Regions from separate parts of the Mus musculus genome. Here region 1 is linked to region 2. A link is a contact called in public Hi-C data. All regions are on one chromosome and are shown on one strand. Each heading gives the region's core, a stretch centred on a gene start, on an enhancer-like site or on the middle of the called end of the contact. The rest is flanking DNA. Distances are from core to core; before and after follow the strand shown. Region 1 holds the start of Ror2 (receptor tyrosine kinase-like orphan receptor 2). Region 2 has its middle 62 kb from the start of Syk.

Region 1 (3,699 bases), core at 47-2,546, 630 kb before region 2:
GGCTCAGTCTCCAGCACCATCTGCACATGCCTGCAATCCAAGCGCTCAGGAGGCAAAGGCAGGGTACACTCGAGGTTATCTTTGGCTACATAACAACTTTGAAGTTAGTCTAGGATTCATGTACCTCTGTTTAAAAACAACATCAACAACAATGAAAACAACTGAACCAAATAAGACCAACCTTGGTCCTTGGCAACACCCTGTCAAAGAGGAGTGATGCTGCCGGGGCTGGAGAGACAGCTGGCTCAGCAGTTAAGAGCACCGACTGCTCTTGCAGAGGACCCTGGTTCAGTCCCCAGCACTCCCAACGAAGCTCACAATCATCTGCAACCTTAGCTTAAGGGGATGTAAAGCCCTCTTCTGACCTCCTCTGTCACTGCACACATCTAGGTCACAGCCATGCACGCAGGTACTCACACATGCATGTAAAATAAAAATGAGCACATCTCAAAGCAGCAACAACAAAGGCTGGGGATGTAGATCAAACTGTTTGCCTAATATGTAGAAGACCTTGAATTAAACTCCCAGCCTCCTCCTTTCAAATATTTGAAGTGATATTTCCCAGAAGAAGTTTAGGCTGTTGGTGAACAAAGGAAAGATACTACCGTGCAAAGGCACATAACATTCATTAGGAAAATACACGTTAACACATACATTGTCGACGCCCTGGTCTCCAGTGTGTTCTTGGGATACTCCAGGACCCCTCGCTCAAGCTCTGCCCCAGGACCCTTCACTTCCCTGATGTGTGCTGGCTGTTGTCATAGCCTTGGTTGGCTCCCATCCTACTACCCTCATTAATGGGGCGTGTGCTGACTTTTTGCTAGATTCCCGGAGGGTCCTGATCCTCCCAAGGGGCTTGGCAGGACGCCCATGGGGACGCAGCCGGCTATATTCTGGAAAATCTGTGTTCGAAGACCATACCTCATCTCTCACTTTGGGCCCAGGATTTCGAAGAACTGACAACTGAATTCCCCTCGTGGGGCTTCATCAAGGGACGCCTAGTTAATGATTTGTGTGGTCCAGGTCCCCAAGTTTCCAGGCTTCTGATGGTGGGTGGCAACACTGCTGCAAGAGCAGATGAACCGGAGGCTCCACCTTTGTGCCTAGAAGTCCCGGAGGCGCTGGCGGGAGGGCGGGTGCTGCAGGCGGCTCCCTGGACGCAGGGGCGGACCCGGCTCCTTCCCGCTCACTCGGGTCGCTGCCCTTGAGTCACTCCGGCAGAGGGCGCCGGCGCCGGCCTCTCTGCCCATCGGGGCGGGCGAGCTGGGGACCCTGCCTCCTGCGCGCCCGCCCGCGTTCCGCCCCCCCTGTGCTCTTCCCGGCGGCCGGCGGGACGCCCGTGCCCGAGCCCCAGAGTCTCTGCAGTGAATCGGTGCATCGGGGCAGGGAAAAAGGGACACCAGAGTGGCCCTCGAAGGGGACCAGCCTGCGAAGCGCGAGGAAGGAAGAAGCGGACGCGTGGCGGGGAGGGGTTGAGGCGCCCCGGCCCGAAGCCCAAAGGCCGAGCGCGCGGTAGGCGACCGGGCACCCACGGCCCGCAGCATGGCTCGGGGCTGGGTGCGGCCGAGCCGTGTGCCTCTGTGCGCCCGGGCCGTCTGGACGGCTGCGGCGCTCCTGCTCTGGACACCCTGGACGGCAGGTAAGGACCCTGCGTGCGCCCTCCGAGCATTGCCCGCTCTTCCACCACTCTCTCGGCCGCCGCGCGGGCGCCGGTGCTCTCGATCGAGGGGCGCCAGGCAAGGCCATGCTTCGCGCGCTCGGCGCCAGCTTGGGCCCGTGCCCTCAGTCGCCTGGGGCTGGTTCCAATGAGCTGCGCTCTAGGGACCACTAAGTGTTTCCAGAGGCCGGGGTGGGCAGCGGCCGGGAGCTTTTCTTAAGTACATCACAGTCGAGATGTGCACCGGTAGACGTGCTCTGTGTGACCCAAGACCTGGACTCCATCGTTTCTTCCCAGGTCACCGCCGTTCCAGTCCACATGCATCCCTTGAACCTTGTCTGCCTCCGGGGCAGATGCGGTCCTGAGTTAGTCTTTTTTTTCCCCGGGGCAGTGGGGAACGCACGATCGAAGGTCTTGGCTTCCCTTTTGTTGAAATTGGTGGCCAAAGTGGTGTTTGGTGGGTCCTGCTTAGCTGGGGGCTTGGCCCCGGGATTTGATTTGCGAGGCTGAAGGGGAAGTGCCCTTCCCCCTGTCCTCGTAGTGTTTTCTCGAGCGTTTCTTCCACCTCTGGAGGATTCTGTGTGGGCTTGATCAGGGCTCAGGAGACCCTGTCAAGGAGCACAGACGTGTTTTTGGAGGATACCTGGGTAGAAATGACTGTGGTGGCCGGAGGAGGAAGAGGCGATGATCCTCCCAGTGCAAACCCTAGAGCACCTACTGGCCGTCAGGTCTGTGGCCCGAATCCCCGCGGCCTGTTGGCTCGGCTGAAGGTAGGCACGGCCTCCGGGCCCAGGAGGGTCAGGGACTCTTGAGGTTTGCCCTAAGTTTCTGAGCTGCGTGAGACGCGCCCTACTGGGACAGTGACTTCAGTGTTCCCCAGCCCCCCAGTGTTCCCGCAAGCAGGTGAGAGTTAAGGGGCAGAGTCAGGCAGCAGGACTTGGGGATCTTTCCAAGTCCTGCTGTGCGGGGGCGCTTTCTTGTGTCGGGTCCAAAGAAGGAAGGAAATGCTGAGCAACCTTCCAGGAGGGCGTTTGGGTTTAAACCGATGCTGATGGTATTTACCGTTTCTGATCTCTTGATTTGCATTGATACACCTATCCCCGAAAGCAGGAACCGCTGATTGCAGAATGAGAGTGCCCTGTATCTTAAATTAATGTCATTACCAAACTGCCCGCCCCGCAAGAATTCCCCCTTCTCCACCATCAAGAAATTCTTTTGAAACTAAGGGGCTATAAACTGGTCGCCTCCATAGGGATTTTGGCCTTTGCCACAGGCCCTTACAAATCTTGTGGTTTGGGGTGTCTTGAGGTGTAGCTGGGGTGGGGGCACAGGATCCGCTATGGTAAGGGGGCAGGAGCCTTGGTTGCTTAAAGTCAATTTTGTAACCAGAGTAGAAAGGCCTACTTGCATTTTGAATGTATCAGTTTGAGGACTGCCTTCACTTGGGTAGGAAGGATAATCGCGTCTGATGAAGAAAGCCACCAGCCCCCCCCCCCCCCATCTGTGGGGGTAATTTATCTTTGCTAGTGAAATGGAACTGTAATCTCTAGAAAGACTTTGTTTCTCTTGTTTCTGGATTGTTTGCTAGTCTAGTCGATAGATAACAGGCATGCTTGTTCGTGTACACACACACACACACACACACACACACACACACACACACACACACACGAAATTATACAGGGCACGTGGGTGTTTGAGATCTTTTTTGTTGTTAAGGAGTGAATCCCAGCAATTGGAGAGTTCTATACTTGAAAGGATTTGGGATGTAAAAACATGAAAAAATTATTTTAAAAGGATATATGTTCTTATTCCATATTTTAATAGAAAGACTCCATTCCCTAAGGACAGGAATACCTGCTTTGGGACTCTGTTCTCAGGGGTAGGCAGGACAGGAGTGATGGGGCTTTTGCCTTCTCCTGCCTCTCATTTCTGCAGGGCCCAGATTGCCTCTGGCCCATATCCCTGAGTGGTGGTCACAATACCCAATGACAGTCTTCTTAGAAGAAAAGAAATGAGATCATCTTGTGTAAAAGACTTTG
Region 2 (3,706 bases), core at 65-2,564:
AATGATACATATGCCTTGTTCCAGGTTGGGGGCATAGAAGAGTGCATAACTTAAGATTGCAGCTATGCATTAGCTTCGGTTGTAAAAGCTGATTACATGGGAAATCCTAGGCAAGCAAGCTTGGTTATTACAGTGTTCTCTTAGAGGCAGACTAAACAAACAGTTTGAGTCCACAGTAGGATAGCAGCCTTAAGTCTTAAGTGACCTCAAGGTGCATTATTAACTCTGGCTGTGAGGTCCAGCAGAAGTTCCAGTCTTGTAGAATATAAGAGATAATTTTATTATAGTGCATCGCCGTAGTCCTTGACTTTGTGTGCAAGGCATGGTAATGTTGCGATGCATTGTGGGTCCTCCTGTGCTGCAGGCAGACTCCTTACCACCTCCTTTGCGATAACCTACTTTATTTTCTCTTGGGACATTAAAGCAGACACCGACAGTAACTCACTTTTAACTCAGAATTATGAAGGATCCCAAAGGGGTCAGATCAAGTCTTCATATCCACTTCCGTGCAGCCGAGTTCTTGCTCTGTGCTGGAACTATCTCCTTCCCTCTGGCACTAAGATTTCAAGCCAAGCAGAGCATTCAGTCAGAAGAATGGGGAAAAAAGAAAGATGTTGCCAACGTGCCACTAGGGATTCCAGTGAGTGGCACCATCCCATGTCCACTCTTTGATCTCTGATCTGGGATCCCTAGGGTTTTAATCTCGGATGTCTCCCATGGGAATTCCCAGTATTGATCCCAGGTGGTGGTACTGTTGAGAGGGGACATGGAGCTTTTAGGAGGAGGCGGGGTCCAGCTGGGAGAATCAGGTTGTGGGGGTGGGCCTTTGAAGCTCATGGCGGCCTCTGGGCCAGTGCTTTCTTTATCTTCCCACGATGGGAACAGGATTCTCCATCTGTTTTGTCTCTTGGTGACTGAGCTTCTCTTCCCTCCATGGGCCCTTCATGGACCACTGCCCCCAAACCGGGAGCCACGAGAGAGACAGCTCCAGACAGATGATGTTAATTCAGGATATCTAAGTCCCAAGGAGAATCTCCGGGGTAGTCATGATTATTCAAAGCACTGAATAGTAAGCTTGGCTTCCTGGCAATGTGCTCAGGTTAGCCCCCTTCTCCCTCCTGGCACCATCATTAGGCCCTGATCGCAGTTAGCAAAAGGAAGAGCCTGTGCAAACAGACACATTTCTGCACCACCCAAGCCCTGTCGATCTTTCTGGCATTTCTCAGATATTTTCTTGGTTGTGTCAGGAGGATTGCTCATCGTTGGTTTTGACTCATGTCTCAAAATCAAGGAGAGACATTAGCTGTCCCTGTCTTGCGGTTTTTCTCAACACAGCTAGCATGCCTGGGCGTGAGAAGGTACTGGGACGGGGAGAAGGACCAGGTGGAGGCAGGGCAGAGCCTGGAGCCAGGGTCTTCACCTATGCCCATCCGAAAGCATCTCAAATGTGCACAATGCTACGCCCTTGCCTGGAAAGCACAGGCTGGGCTTGAATAGCTTCTCCCTGGCTCCCGGATGCTGTAAGCAGGAATCTTCTAGTCTGGAATAACTCATGAGTCAGTCACAGTTTGGTTTTCAAACCGCTCTCCCTTGGTCAAAATCCCAGGTTATCTGAGTGCCATTAGCAAGGCTGAGCATTCGTGTCGTCCTTGAAACCACTGGCTTCCTGGGAAAGGTCCCGAGGTTCCAGTAATCAAGAGACACTGGAGCAGAGACCAACAGGCTTCTCGCTTAGTCTGCACCCCACCGTTGCCAATCAAAGCCACCAAGATGACTCTATTTTGATGTCAAACTAGCAGACATGATTTTGTGCAAAGTGGACTCTCCTCCCCAACCCCCTTTTGAGACAGGGTCCAGTCAGGCCTTGCGTTGATTATGTAGCAGAGCAGCAAGCGAACACACCCGCTTTTACTCAGTACTCAGACTAAAGCACACTAGGCAAGCTGTCTGTCGACTGAGCCACCCGCCACCTAGGCTCCGAGTAGATTTTTAAAAGAGTAAATAAAGAGATCCGTTTAAATTCCCACTCAGCAGTACTTTGATGTCCAAGATTAGAAATTGCTTCCTTGTATATTATTTCTGCACCTGCTGGAATGTGATTCCTGCCGTGTATCCACTTGGCAGCGCTGACTCTTGTTAAAACAGGTACTTTGTTAAGGAGGAAGCAGCTCTTTCCTGCCTGTGGCCCCCGTGGCAGTCCTGTCCGAGGATCTGCTGCCACCTACTGGACACATGAAGAGTAGCACTGACAGGCGAATCCCCAAAAGTTGCACTGACTTTCTGAGTTGGTGATTGATAAGAGGGGGGTCTTGTCCAGCATAGAGAGGGGCCCACTGGCCAGGCACGTTCATCTTTGTGTTAGGGGCTTGGTGATATGATAGACCCTCCCTTCCTGCTCTTGTCTTCCTCTTCTTCCTCCCATATCCTCTGACCTCCTGGTAATGCTTGTGTTTATTTAACATGGTCCGGGCTAAAAGATATGAACCAGAAGAGCCAACGGCCACCTTCTGGACATTGCTTCATGATCATCTGTGTGACCTACCCTACTTCAGGATGTCCTTATCTGTGTGACCCATCCCCCAGGTATACCCCATGACACGTGCAGGAGGGCTGGCCGAAGGCTGGGTTGGTGTTACAGGGACGGCATATTCCAGGGCTGAGATTCATATGATGGGCCCTGGAAATCCTGGTGCAAGTCAGGGAACCCAGGGCTGAGCATTGAACTTGGAATCCTGCTGCTGTGTGATGCCTTCTGAGGGGTTCACAGTACGGATTGCCAAGAAAACACCCTGAACTGGTGGCCGAGGTACTTCTCGAGTGTGGGCTCAGAGCTGGTGCTGGGTAGTCTGGTGACTGGCTGTGAACAGACAGACAGATACTAGGGCAGGGTATGGGGACACTTGGAGCAGTCCTGAGGACATTGTCACATTAATGCCCACCCCCCCTCACACACACACTGTTACAACCGTTGCTGACTAGACAGTTAAAGGGAAATTCGTATGGCTTTCTCCAAGCTGAGGGAGGGGCTCTGAGAACGGGGGCCCAGTTGCTCTCACTAATTGTTGGCATGGCCAAGAGCGGCTGGGACTTTGTGAGACATCACCTCGGCTCTCAGCTTCCACTCCTCAGAGGAATGCCCCTTTAGAGTTAGAACAAGTCTCCACTAGACCAGGGCACAGCCAGCCGAGCCTGGCTTCACAAAACGGCTTGGGTCTTCTGGTGCTGTGGAAAACTTCCCCAGGGTTTCCCCTACATCGCGCTTGTCCCCTCTCTTCCGTCTCTTTCTGTATATCTGTGTGTACATCATTAATGTTGTCTCCCTTGTTCTCCCTTCTTCCCCTTTCCTTGTTCTGTCATTTCTCTCACACACATACACATATGTGTGTGTCTGTATGTGTGTCTGTGTGTGTCTGTGTGTGTATGTGTGTCTATATGTATGTCTGGATGTGTCTGTGTGTGTCTGTATGTGTGTCTGTGTGTTTATTTGTGTGTCTCTGTGTCTGTGTGTGTGTCTGAATGTGTCTCTATGTTTGTTCTGTGTCTCTATGTGTGCCTGTGTATGTGTCTGTATGTGTCTCTGTGTGTGTCTGTGCATCTGTATGAGTGTCTGTGTATGTCTGTATGTGTCTGCATGTGTATCTGTGTGTGTCTGTGTGTCTGTATGTGTGTCTGTGTATGTGTCTGTGTGTCTGTATGTGTGTCTGTG

What was found. Hi-C and Micro-C count contacts between places; a contact is called where the count stands out from the background.
Region 1: a contact with region 2 is called in a Hi-C map of adipose-derived mesenchymal stem cells, with 4 times the contacts expected there. The contact joins the promoter of Ror2 here to the enhancer-like site in region 2. A contact is called at or near these places in 6 of 39 promoter capture datasets (the 3T3-L1 cell line, cranial neural crest, embryonic stem cells and 2 more), 1 of 484 Hi-C or Micro-C datasets (adipose-derived mesenchymal stem cells), 1 of 115 datasets of contacts at active chromatin or transcription factors (pancreatic cancer cells) and 1 of 9 other capture datasets (adipose tissue).

Annotation. Positions count from the first base shown.
Region 1 is chr13:53,283,721-53,287,419 of GRCm38.p6, reverse strand. It overlaps Ror2 (receptor tyrosine kinase-like orphan receptor 2), which reads left to right and starts at 1,296. Exons shown (of 9, transcript NM_013846.4): 1 at 1,296-1,639. The coding sequence starts at 1,543. It overlaps Gm33574 (a long non-coding RNA gene), which reads right to left and starts at 1,239. Exons shown (of 3, transcript XR_382385.4): 1 at 922-1,239.
Region 2 is chr13:52,657,144-52,660,849 of GRCm38.p6, reverse strand. No RefSeq gene overlaps it. Among named protein-coding and RNA genes, the nearest start is that of Syk, 62 kb to the right of the region's middle. Within about 2 kb of position 1,314, at least 60 of the 459 cell types and tissues checked have an H3K27ac peak or open chromatin away from gene starts, as enhancers often do. A contact at or near this core is called in adipose-derived mesenchymal stem cells and pancreatic cancer cells, where this site is marked.